Linked DNA regions of Ovis aries: region 1 is linked to region 2. A link is a contact called in public Hi-C data. All regions are on one chromosome and are shown on one strand. Each heading gives the region's core, a stretch centred on a gene start, on an enhancer-like site or on the middle of the called end of the contact. The rest is flanking DNA. Distances are from core to core; before and after follow the strand shown. Region 1 overlaps RIPOR2 (RHO family interacting cell polarization regulator 2). Region 2 overlaps RIPOR2 (RHO family interacting cell polarization regulator 2).

The links. Hi-C and Micro-C count contacts between places; a contact is called where the count stands out from the background.
Region 1: a Hi-C map of blood shows a contact between it and region 2, with 4 times the contacts expected there. The contact joins two enhancer-like sites. A contact is called at or near these places in 11 of 16 Hi-C or Micro-C datasets (blood, hypothalamus, liver and 5 more).

What each region holds. Positions count from the first base shown.
Region 1 is chr20:31,977,794-31,984,009 of ARS-UI_Ramb_v3.0, forward strand. It overlaps RIPOR2 (RHO family interacting cell polarization regulator 2), which reads left to right. Exons shown (of 20, transcript XM_042237466.2): 9 at 3,375-3,418; 10 at 4,708-4,833; 11 at 5,147-5,295. Among named protein-coding and RNA genes, the nearest start is that of ARMH2, 30 kb to the right of the region's middle. Within about 2 kb of position 2,973, at least 4 of the 54 cell types and tissues checked have an H3K27ac peak or open chromatin away from gene starts, as enhancers often do.
Region 2 is chr20:31,820,968-31,827,844 of ARS-UI_Ramb_v3.0, forward strand. All of the region lies in intron 1 of RIPOR2 (RHO family interacting cell polarization regulator 2), which reads left to right. Among named protein-coding and RNA genes, the nearest start is that of RIPOR2, 32 kb to the left of the region's middle. Within about 2 kb of position 4,679, at least 7 of the 54 cell types and tissues checked have an H3K27ac peak or open chromatin away from gene starts, as enhancers often do.

The DNA of each region.
Region 1 (6,216 bases), core at 1,723-4,222, 160 kb after region 2:
GATCTGGACCTCAGGCCTGGTGGTCAGTGAGGACGCTGTGGGGACCCTGCCATTCACTGGGGGACTGGCTGCCCAGCTGAAGAACAAATCCGCATTATGACGAGTTATCGTGGTGGATGGACTGAACTTTCTGCTGGCTCCTGCTCTTCCATCACTACCCTTGACTTTGTTCTCTCCACCTACCCAATGGGCTTCTCTGGCTTCTCTCTGGGTTTGGGGATCAGTCAAACCTGCAAGCTCACTTCCGCTTTCCTAATCTAACATGAAAACTTGAACTATTTATATGAAGCCTTTCAAGGGCAGTATCCCCATGAAAATCGTCCTTTCTCTTGATAAAAGGAAGCCAGTCACTTGCGCTGCCAAGAAATCTTGCATCTTTGCAGTTAGCTACTTTATCTGTTATTAATTCTGCTAAGAAAAAATTACCACTCCCAACATACATAGTGACATAAACTGAGGATCTTTCATAACATTCTCAGACCTGGTAACTCAACTTCTTCCTGCCACACCCTTCCCCACTTCCTTTTTCACCCCACCCCAACACACAACAATAAAGTCATTCTGTGGGGCTTTTGGTGGGGGTGGGGTAGGTGATGGTGTTAAAAGCAATTGATCAAGTGCTCGCTGAGCTCCTGCCAGTTGGCCAGCTGCATCCTAGTAAACGGTCCCTGGCCTTGACTTCCACACAGTCTACTGGAGAAAATGGATACATGAGCCAGTCCAGTCTAATTCAGTGGAATAAACAACCTGCTTAACCAATAATGTGGCCAATTGCTTAGAAGTCTGGGGGTGGGGAGGGGTGAGAAGGGGGGCAGAAGCAGGAAAGAGAAAGGCTTCCCGAATGTAACTTTTGTGTTAGAATGAGAGGACCGTGGGCTTCGCAGGTGGCACTAGTGGTAAAGAACCTGCCTTCCAATGCAGAAGGCATAAGAGACTCAGGTTTGATTCCTCAGTCAGGAAGATTTCCCTGGAGGAGGGTATGGCAACCCACTTCAGTATTCTTGCCTGGAGAATCCTATCGACAGGGGAGCCTGGCGGGCGATGGTCCATAGGGTCACACAGAGTTGGATACGGCTGAGCAACTCCACTCCAGTCCTCTTGCCTGGAAAATCCCATGGATGGAGGAGCCTGGTGCGCTGCAGTCCATGGGGTTGCTAAGAGTCGGACAGGACTTAGCGACTTCACTTTCATGCATTGGAGAAAGAAATAGCAACCCACTCCAGTGTTCTTGCCTGGAGAATCCCAGGGAAGTAGGAGCCTGGTGGGCTGCCATCTATGGGGTTGCACAGAGTCGGACACGACTGAAGCGATTTGGCAGCAGAACAACTGCGCAAGCAGGAGAGGACCTTAGGAGGAGAGTTGTGGGGCTCCTTGGTGCCAGATTTTAAAGAGGCTCCAGTGCCAGCCTAAAGAGGGAGAGTGCAGAGCCATCCACCAATGTGCACATGAAAAGATCTGGTCCGTTACCAAAATCAACTTCTCCCAGTTATTACCTGCTTCGAATTAAGTTCCAGGCAGTGTGTATGTCCAAAAGTCTGTCCTGGCCCTTGCAGCTTTCAGGGCAGGTCCAGTCCAGGAGACGGGACATCTTCAAGGGAGCCAGTAAATCTGCATTATTTATGTCTCAGCATAAATCCGTCAGGCCTGTAACGGGAGCTCCCAGCTATTCAGCTATTTGGCTGTTTTCCTTGGAGTAGAAAGTGTGACTTCCTTAGCTTCAGAATGGCTCCCCCCAGTGCTGAATTTTGTTTAAAGTGTCATGAATTTCCAACCAGCCTTTTCCCTGTGTACGTGCTGCCAGCCAACATGTGTGATCCTCTTTATCTTTGGAAAAGAAGATCCTTATAGATCCTTGTAGAACTAGAAAAAAAAAGGGATGCGTTCTTCTGGCAGAATGGCTCTTGAGCAAAGGAAGAGCAGGGTAGGCGACTGCTCACTGTAGTATCTGGGGCTTCTGAAAGAGGTTGTGTGTGGGAGAGCTGTTTCATCAGTTAGGCGCGTTTCTAGTAAAGCATCCGCAAGAGGCAGGAAGACACACCATGGAGATAAAAGGCCCCTCAGCCCCCCACCTCCCATGTCCTTCCCTGGTGCTGACCCCTGTGGTGGGTTTTGGAGTGATCATCTTGAAAGCTCTGTAGACAGTGCTGCATTCATCCCTAAACCACTGAGGAACATGAAGCTTTCCCCAGCTGAAAGTCCAAACAGGCATCAGACTAGAGTCTGAAAGAAACCTGGCCAGGTTGAAAGGATACTCACTAGGCAGTAAATGTAGCTGTTTTAGTCATGCCGTCAGTACCGTAATGGCTTACATAAGCAGATAGGACTTGAAGAAGCATAGCATAGCCCCAGGCCTGTTTTTACCTACCTACTGCCACATGCCACGATATGGTGATAATCGCAGTATCAGTGTGATGCAACCACAAGCAATTCAAAAAACTTTTGCTTTAATAACATGAGCTGAGAAACTCAAAAACATCTGTACCAAGTAGCTTTCTCCCATTTGGATAAGTTCTTCCAATACAAAATTTCTAGTGATTTTTGACAGGGGGAAAAAAAAAAAAAAAACCTTCAAAGGATTTTCACCTTACTCTCCTTTATCCAGCAAGGATATCAGATCATTTTTTTAGGTTTTCTTTTCTTTTCTTTTTTAACCAGGCCTCCACTGTAATTGCAGAGGTAGGTAAACAGGCAGTAGATGAATTCTGAATAGTCGGTAGAGGTTTTTAGAGAGTGCTTAGGATTTTATTGGAATTGGCATATCCAGCCAATTTGGATTTATAAAAACAAGTTGATTGTGCTTTGCTTCAGAAGTACTAAAAATAAAAGACTAATCGTCCAGAAAACTATTAGTGAAAACTGGCTTCTTTAATTCTGCTCTTATTTCAGTAAATCTTTTTAAGAGGCTTGTGAATGTTCTACCTGTTAGTAGAAACTGGTCCTCAATGGAGTGATTCTATGGATGGAGAGGTGTGAGGAACTGATAAGTTGCTGCCATCTACTGACAGAGAGTGGTAACAGCAGGTGCTTTTTGAGGCCTCCATGGACCTTCTCTGTCTCAACCCTGGCATCACCCATGGAACTGGTGGAAAGCAGATTCATCTGTCTCACAGTCTCACGACTTAACGGGGTTCTTCATAGAAGAAACAGCCTTATCTGCCTGGCGAGCACCTCTCCCATCATCCCAGCAAGGAATGTCCTCTCTCGCTGAGATAGATGGAATTCCCAACAATAGCTGTGCCCACAGAGGGTCCCCAGAAGATATTACATGAGGTTTCACAAAGGCCTGACACTTTGAGTTTTATAAATGTGCCGGTGAGGGTTTGTAAAGAGGAGTAACTGACTTTGTGTCTCTGATCCCAACTGCTTGCTTACAGGTCTGGCTGGCTTTGCTCGCCTCTGTCCTGGAGATCAATATGAAGTGAGTATGGTATCAGTCTGGGTGTTGGACTTGAGAGACAAGAGTCAGTTGTCATTATTTTGTCTCTTCAATTGTCTTTTTATTTGTATTTTTTTCATTTTGAAAAAGAAATTTGGGCCCATAAGAAAGTGTCAATGTATGGCAAAACCAATACATTATTGTAAAGTAAAATAAAGTAAAAATTAAAATTAAAAATAAATAAATAAATAAATAAAAAGTTTAGAGATTAGTATAAGACCTCTCATATATGGGCCATCTAGACACTAATTTTTAACATTATGCCACATTTGCTTTATTATTGTTAATATTGTTGTTGTTATTTTTCTGAACCATTGTAGATTAATGCACAGATATCATGACCCTTCACCCATAAATTATTTTCCTGAATACAGGAAGACATTCTTTCATATAAACATTGTCCAGTTCTTGACATGAGCAGACTTAGCATTGATCCCTTAGCTCGTATCATTAGACGTGAGATCTACAGTCATGTTTTTCCATGCCCCAATATTGTCCTCGATAGCAGCTTTTTTCCTGACCCAAGATCCAACCCAAGATTATGACTTCTTGCAAGTATCAGGAGTGAAGAATTGTGAAATCTAGGTCTTTCTTTATAAAAAGTATACTCCACAAGTAAAAAAAGCTTTTTATCTTTTTCCTTTTCAAAAGGGAACCTGCATAATTATTTCATCTAACCGTCACCTCCAGAACCTTCTCTAATCATCCATCTTGGTGGGAGGTTGGGGGACTGTATCTTCCTCTAACCAGTAAAGCTGTCTGAGGGGAGTCTGCACACCCTCTCCCCAGAGGTGTCAGGTTTCAAAATCCTTGTCCAGCTCCATCTCCCTTTCCCAAAAGGAGGATGTCTTATTTCTTGCTTCTGGCCGCTGAGTAGATGTTAGCTGTTGGCTCCTTGTCTCTCTGAAGGGGCTGGGGAGTGTGCAGAATTAATCCAGTGGTGGTTCTACTGAAGCAGAACTAAGGAGAGAAAGAGCTGGTTGACCTGAGTGAGCTGAAGGGCTTGATAAAATAACCTTTTTTTAAAGGAAGCCCTCCGCACTGGGTCCTAGAGGAGCAGAACTTACTCCCTTTTGAAAGTCTTTCCCCACTGGTCCTCTGCTCCACCCACTCCCACCCCGAGAATTTGGAAGAAGCAACAGTCAGGATGTGGCGTGAGGATGCTGGAGAAGGGGAGGAGCGGTTGTTACCTGCCTTTTTGATCCTGATGTTTGGAGGGGAGGCAGGTGAGGGCAATGGAACCTGAGGACCCTTTGGTGTCTTCTCTCTAGATTTTCATGAAGTATGGCCGACAGAGGTGGAAACTGAAAGGCAGGATAGAGGTAAACGGCAAACAGAGCTGGGACGGAGAAGAGATGGTGTTCCTGCCGCTGATAGTCGGGTTCATTTCCATCAAGGTACGGGATCGGCACTGCTGTGTGTTGTCTTTGCTGCTGCCACAGCAAAGACATCTGTCATGGAGACCTGTCCCTGAGACCTCTGCCTGCTGCCCCTCCACCCCCCAGACCACTGTCTGTGCTACAAGCACATCCCCAGACCCACCCTTGTGTCAGAGCGGGCAGTGTAAATGTGAGCAGGCTTGGGAAACACCCACCTCCAGCTTCAGATATGATTCTGCAATGCCTCCCCTGGCCAAGAAAAACAAAGGAGAGGGGCTGCCTTCGTCCAGCACTGTCCTGTAAGGCCTTTCTCCCTTCCCTCTCTCACCAGGTCACAGAACTCAAAGGGCTGGCGACTCACCTCCTGGTGGGCAGCGTGACCTGTGAGACCAAAGAGCTGTTTGCAGCCCGACCTCAGGTGGTAGCTGTGGACATCAATGACCTTGGCACCATCAAACTCAACCTGGAAATCACCTGGTAGTAAGTTGCCCTCTTTTATATCATTGCAGTGAAAATATGTGTCACAGGCTCGTGCTATTCCCGGGGTGGCGCGTGGACCATCAGAATCACCAAGGAGCTTGGCATGAACGCTGACTCTCAGGCCCCACCCCACGGCCCAGGAATCTCTTTACTAGGGTTGCTAGGTGTTCACACATGTTAATATCATATCACTACTCTCCTCTTTGACTTTCTGTTTTTAAACATTTTATCCTGCCTCCGTCCCTCCTCCTCAACCCTTGAACGTATTTAAAGAAATGTATCTCTCAAGTCAACTGATGTGAAGGAAAGAAACGGTCCATATTTTGTCTGCAGAAAGATCCTGATGCTTGCTGTGGTGTCTTAATTGCTTAACCCTCTTTATCTCAGACATCCTACAGTGCTTTGGAAAGCTTTGGATATCTTTAGTCTCTCCACACTCTAAATGCTGAAATAGAATATTTCCAAAGGGCAAGAGAAATCTTTTGTCAAAGTAAGGAACTTGAAAGTAGTTTTCTGCTAAGAGGGGTGGGGGGTGGCAAGGAGGCTCAAGAAGGAGGGGCCATATGTATGCTTATGGCTGATACACGTTGTTGTATGGCCGAAACCAACACAACATTGTAAAGCAATTATCCTCCAAATAACAAGTGGTTTTCTGAAGTCATCCCATAGGAAAGGTCTTGCTAAGTTATGAAACACTGGTTGCTCACAACAGTTGATCTTATGCCCATGTTACCAAGTAACGAGGGCCTGTCGAATATTAACGTCTGGGCCCCTTTACAACAAAGAGGGTCAGGCATGGAAGCAGCAAAGACGTGTAACCTTGTCACTAAAACAGTGTCCACATGATTTGCCTAGCCCGTCTCTCCTCGTAATTTGTAACCACTGACATCTCAAATGCAAGCCCCTGCTGGATGAGCCCAT
Region 2 (6,877 bases), core at 3,429-5,928:
GCAATCTGAACATAGATGACAGATATTTGGTAGGTGGGATGCTATTTTTGCATATCCTGATGAACAGCTCACTCTGTGCAGAGAGCTGTCTGCCCATGCTCACCTCTGTGAACAAAAGGAGAGAAATCAATCAGAGGTTTCCAGTGACAAGGCAGTGCTTCTTCATCAAACCATCCTCCCTTGATAAGAGAGTAACTGGTGGTTCTGGATCTCCCCCTCTATGGATATAGGGATTGTGCATTCTGGGTTTCTTTTAACAGCTTTATTGAGATATTACTCACATATCACAAAATTCATTCTTTTAAAATGTACAGTCCAGTAATTCTTTAATATATTCACAAAGTTGGAGAGCCATCACCACTAATCACAGACTATTTTCATCACCCCAAAAAGAAAGCCACTCCCCATTTCTCCCTCCGCCTTCCCCTCCCTTAGCCCTAGGAAGCCACTGATCTGCTATCTGTCTGTATGGATTTGCATATTCTGGATGTTTCATATAAATGGAATCATACAATCTGTGTCTGACTTGTTTCACTTAGCATGATGTTGTCAAGTTCACCTGTGTTTTAGCATGTGTCAAGACTTCCTTTTTATGGCCAAACAATATTCTATTGCACAAATATGCTCCCTCGTGTTTATCCATTTTGAAATTGATGGACAATTCAGTTGTTTTCACTTTGGCTATTTTGAAAAATTCTGCTAATGAGTATTTTTGTATAAGTCTCTGTGTGGACATATGTTTTCATTTCTCTTGAAGCAGAACTGCTGAATCATATGGTAATTCTATATTTAACTTTTTAATGAAGTACCAAATTGTTTTCAGCAGTGGTTCAGCATTTTACCCTCCAATCAGCAAGGTATGTATGAGGGTTCCAACTTCTCCACAGCTTCACATACACTTGTTATTGTCTGTCAGTGTAACTATTCTAGTGGGGCGTGAACTAGTATCTCATTGTGGGTTTGATTTGCATTTCTCTAGTGACATGTGGCTCTAAGTATATTTTCATGTCATCTTTTCATTGGCCACATGTATATCTTCTTTGGAGAAATATGTAATCAAATTTTTATCCCACTTTAAAAATTAAGTTATTTATCTTACTGTTAGCTGCAAGAGTTCTCTATTTATTCTAGAAATAACTTGCTTGTCAAATATGTGATTTGCAAATATTTTCTCCCATTCTGTAGGATCATCTTCTCATTTTCATAAAAATGTCCTTTGAAGCACAAAAGTGTTCTACTTTGATGAAATCTAATTTAACCACTTTCGGTCTTGTCACTTTTGCTTTCAGTGTCGTATCTAAGAAACCATTACCTAATCCCAGGTCACAAAGAGTTACTCCTAAATTTTCTTCTAAGAGTTTTATGTTTTTCGGCTAATGTTTAGGTCTATGGTCTATTTTCAGTTAGTTTTTCCTATGTGATATGAGACAGGGGCATGCAATTTGTTTTTATAGTTAAGAACTTTTCTCATGTGACTTATGCTTTGACCTGCGCTTTGTTAAGGAAGGCAAAATATGAAAATGCAATGTGCTTGTACATCCTATCCTAAGGAAAAAAGCTCTGCTCAGATTGTCAATGTGATACAGAATAATACTCTGCAATTAACAGCATGCTTCACAGTATAACAGAGATCAACCAAAGTTTCCTGATAACATTTTACTTTGCAGAAGAGCAGGGTGAAAATGTGGCTCGATGATTATGTGGTATTTTCTTCGAGAGTTCAGATAAAAGATCCTAAGTCGTGGGGGAGTGATCCACAGGGTCCTGGCCAACCTGCCTCATTCTCAGAATCACCCAAAGACTCAAAGCCTGGATACTGGGAAACTGTTCCTCTGTGCGAGATTCTTTTGACTCCCAAATCCATGTTAGTGCATCTGTGTGTAAACATGTATGTGTGTAGACATGTGCATGCTGCTGCTGCTGCTGCTAAGTCGCTTCAGTCGTGTCCGACTCTGTGCGACCCCATAGATGGCAGCCCATCAGGCTCCACCGTCCCTGAGATTCTCCAGGCAAGAACACTGGAGTGGGTTGCCAATGTGCATACGTGTGCACATATATAAGTGTGGGAAGGTTGTATGTATACACATATCCATGTGTGTATATGTATATGTGTGTGCCCTCGGTTCCCAACATAAAATAATAAATTGTGTAATCATTTCTACTGGCATTTTCATCCAGCCTTGAAAAGTGAAAGACTGTGTCCTCTGAATTTCTCACTTGCTTGGAAACACTGAACGCCTCCCCCGCCTCAGGGATTATTGCTCTTCTTTATTCTGCTTCGCTCCCAGAAAATAATCATGGAGAATTTCTGGAATTCTCCTCTCTGTTAATAATCTTTGTTATCTTCTGCCTAAGATAAACTTTATGGGAGAGCTTGGGAATTTTACCACGGTTTTTAAAGATGATTTCTGCAAGAAAGTCTATTATGCATTCCAAACAATTGATTTACAAACTTTGGAATTCAACTTATGTACAACCGAGGAGCTAGTTGTATGGTTTCTTAGTCTTCTGGTTTCATGATTTTGAACAAAGGTCAGTGAAAGTTAAAACTGAGGAACGACTTCCAATTAATTCCTGGGCATTTTCATGAAACTTGGAATCGCAGAAGTGAATGTTTCTGGGGAAATTTGGCCTGCAGAGTCATAAAATGACTTCTAAGGGTTCCCTCTTTTTCAATCAACCAAATTAACACCTCAGGCTGTAGTATCTGGGACTTAGTCAGTGGGAGAGGGCAAGTAAATTCAGGGAAACCATTAATCAAGATAAAGATTGATAGGCAAAGAGGCACATGGTAAAGAATGCGGCATTTTGTCTGACCTGCTACAAGAAAGCAGGTCTTTCTTGCCTTCGACATTGACCCTAGTAACCAGCACTTGCCCTTGGGGTCCCTGCTGCTGTTGACCTGTCTTCCCCCAGGAAGCCAGCACACACTCAGCTTTCTACACTAAGCCCCAGCATATTCATCAGAGAGCTGTTTTCACTATTTGTGCTGCTTTCCCTGGGGGGAGGCCATCCTGAATCAGTGTCCTGATTCCATCCTTAACAAGCTACATGAGCTCAAGCAAATTATTTAACCTCTCTCCACTTCCACTTCCCCACAAACCAAGAGGAGATAGTACCTGCTCCACTTGGAAAGCAGAGCTTCTCCCTCTTAGCTGCCTGGTAGAATCACCAGAAGATTGTTGTTTTCAAATGTCAGTGCCTGGGCCCACACCAAGTAATTACATCAATGTCTCTGGGAGTGGAGCCTGGGGAAGAACATTTTTTGGAAGCAGCCACAATAGGGACCACTGTCCTGGAGGATTCAATTACACAAGCTTGTGAAAAGTGCCTTGATGCCTATAAATCGCTATACAAATCAGAATTTTTGTCTTTTAATTTCATTAAACTGACCCTCATGGAATGTGGGCTATGTATCCTAGAGGACCTTGTTCTAGAGAAGATGAAGGAAACTAAAACCTAATCTTTGCCACTGGGGATTTACCAGACTAGCAACTCACCAGATAGTAGAGATGTGTGTTATCTTGTAATTGTGTATTATGAAGGGTAACACAGTCAGGTCATGGTTGAGGGCTTATGCCTGGCCATTATCATTGTACCTCTCTGCTTATCTGCACGTAAGTAGACAGAGCATCCAGAAGGTTCTCGGGACAAAGGCCATGTCTTACCTACCTGGTACCCCAACAGCAGGCACAGTACCCTGCACTGGGAATGAATAAAGTCCTGGTGGGACCTGAAAGGGGAAGAGAGGGAGGGTCACTTCTGCTTGGGAAGATGGGCCAAGGCTTCACAGAGAGACTTACATTTCCAGGGGGCCTTCAATGGATGGTTAGGACTTCCAGAGAGAAGCAGACAGGCCTGGGAGTTCTGAGCAACTTCGACAGTGTCATCAAGAGTCATGGAGAATGGCAGAGGCCACAGTGGTGAAGGGGGACTGGAAGGCAGGGAGATGAAGGCAGGGAGACCCAGTAGCACATAACGGAGTGGTGGGTCTGAAAGCAGGTGGTGGTGGGGCCATAGTGTGGCGGGGAAAGGGGGCAGTAGGCAGGAGTGGCAGGACTCAGCCAAGAGAAGAGAAGGACTTTCAAGGGTGGGACAGGTAGTGAACAAGCACGAGTCATGGTTTGTATCAAAAAGAAACCACATGTCAGTGCTGAGGATGCGAAAATGGATCAGAAGGTCCTCTGGGCTTAGTCCTTCTTCAGAAAGGGAAAGTCAACCCTTATGAAAAAAATGAAGTCCTCTGGGGTACAGACCATGACTGCTGCTGCTGCTGCTGCTGCTGCTAGGTGGACCATATAAGGTCCAGCTGACCATGCAAACACAGAACACCCTCATCATGCATTTGATAGTTTTTTCTTCATCTTATTGAGAAGGTCAGGATACTGGCCATTTTCCCAAGCAGTATTAGGAAGACATTTTTTTAAAAAGAGTCCACAGGCAAATCACAGTAGCAACTTGTGTGAAGCTAATCTAATAATTGCCCCTGGACCTTGGCTCCGAGAACCCCACCCAGCGTCTGGTTGAGCAAGAGGCTCACTTGGAACCTGGCGTGGAGACTCACGCAACATCCCATTCCAGGGCCGCGGGGCCTGGGCAGCAGCACCACACAGCATATAGCTTCTGGTTCCTCTAGGCTTTCAGCCACCGCAAAATTTGTTTGTTTTTCCCCAAAGGAGAGTGCTGCCTGGAAGCCAAAAAAGGAGAACGCTTCCTCTTTCTTAGCCCAGCTTAGATAGCTGTGCTGTGACCACCTGTTCTATCTGACTTCCTCTTCCAAACCCCTCTTCTTCCTGTCAGTAGAATTCTCAGAACTCTCACAGCTTTGTAAGTATTATCAGAAGCTTTTGCAAGACCACTTGGTGATACAGTCTGTGCTCTATAGAACTGTCTCCACACTCAATGACTCATCTGCCCTTGGAGGACATGGGGGTGAAATGTACAAGCAGGAATGGAGAGTTCCAGGGCACTCTCGCTTGAACTGTGGTGCAGGCTTATGAATGCTCAACAGTAGAAGGAGATTGGCATTTGTGGGGGCAAGACAGGGAGAGAGGTTTGAAAGGGAGATGAAGCTTTAAGGCCAATAGACAATGATTTTGCTCTCAAAGAGAAACTAGTAATTTTTTTCAGATCTATCTTCTTTAGGCTATAAACCTCATGAGAACCATGAGGGACCATGGCACCGTTGTAGTTCATTTTTACCCCATAAAGTACTGACAGATACATAGTAGGTGCTTAATAAATATTTATTGAATGAATGAACAAATGAATAAAGGTAGAACAGAGTCATAAGAGCATTGAAAAAGAAGCCATTTAAAAATATACATTAATGTAAGAAGAGAGAACTGCATTTATACATATTAACAGAATTCCTCTCTGGGGAGAAGGATTAGAGATTATTCTAATTGTTTTCCTTTTATAATTTATTGTGATGGTTTCTATAATTGGCTCTTGTGTTTGCTTAATAGAAATGTTTTAAAGTAAAGATTCAAAATTTTAAAGACCTGGAAGGGGAGATACAAAATGTAAAGCAGTTTTGTGTTGGGCATGGAATTATAAAGTTTCCTTTTGTTCACTTTCTGAAGTTCTGTTGCTTTTATCATCTGAAATAGTTTAATAAGTGTCTTAGTTCAGGCTGCTATGACAAAATGCTGTAGACTGGGTGGTTTATGTATGTGCTAAGTCACTTTAGTCGTGTCCAACCCTGTGCAGCCCTATGGACTGTAGCCCACCAGGCTCCTCTGTCCATGGGATTCTCCAGGCAAGAATACTGGAGTGGGCTGCCATTTCCTTCTCCAGGGGATCTTCCTGGACAGAAATTCATTTCTCACAGTCAGGATGCTGGCAGACTCAGCACTGGTTTAGGCCACTTCCTGGTTCATAGGTAGTGTGTCCTCTTGGGTTCTCAAATGGAAAAAGGGATAAGGGTCTCCCTGGGGTCTCTTTTATAAGGATACTGATCCTGTTCATGACCTAAGCACCTCCCAATGGCCCCACCTTCTAACACCACCTCACTGGGGAGTTAGTATTTCAGCATAGAATTTTCAGGGTATACAGACATTCAGTTCATGCACCAGCTTAGTGAGTCATCTTGGCAGGAGCACCACATTGTGTAAAGGCTGGGATCCCAGAGTTCACTAACCACAAAGAAAATATCAACTTTAAGAGGAGAAGTAAGTGAAGAATTGAGCTCTATTATGGCATATCTTTCAATTGGTAAAAACACACACACACACACACACACACACACACATTAATAGAGATTTTCTTTTTTAAATCCCTCTTGGGGGACCTTCCCTCATGGTCTAGTGGTCAAGACTTCATCTTCCCATGCAGGAGGTGCGGGTTCGATCCCTGGTCAGAGAGCTAAGATCCCACATGCCTCATGGCCAAAAAAAAACAAAACACAGAACAGAAGCAATATTGTAACAAATTCAATAAAAACTTAAGATGGGGGAAAATCCCCCTTGGAATTTTTCAAGTCCCGCATCACATTCACCAGAAGCTAAGCTGGTCCAGCATGCTTCCTTCATCCTCTCTTATCAGAGGCTGTGTTTTCTGACTTTCTGTTCATGGTTAAGTATTTTTTTCATTGATTAAGATGAGACATGGATTTCTTCTGCTTCTTTCAAATGGAAAATTAGAAGCTGGTTATTTGTGCATATTTTTCAAATGCACAGGTAGGAAAATGAGAGCACAAAGTATGATTGTTATATAAATTCTATGACAAACTATGCAGGCTGGTGATCCTGTGACACTTTACAGATGAATAAGGAGTTTTGTCTAATGGGTTGATTTATAATCTGGTCCACAAACACTGTGAGCTAATGCCTGCTTTGATTGAGGTGAAACTGGTGAACAGAACCATGTGAAGGAG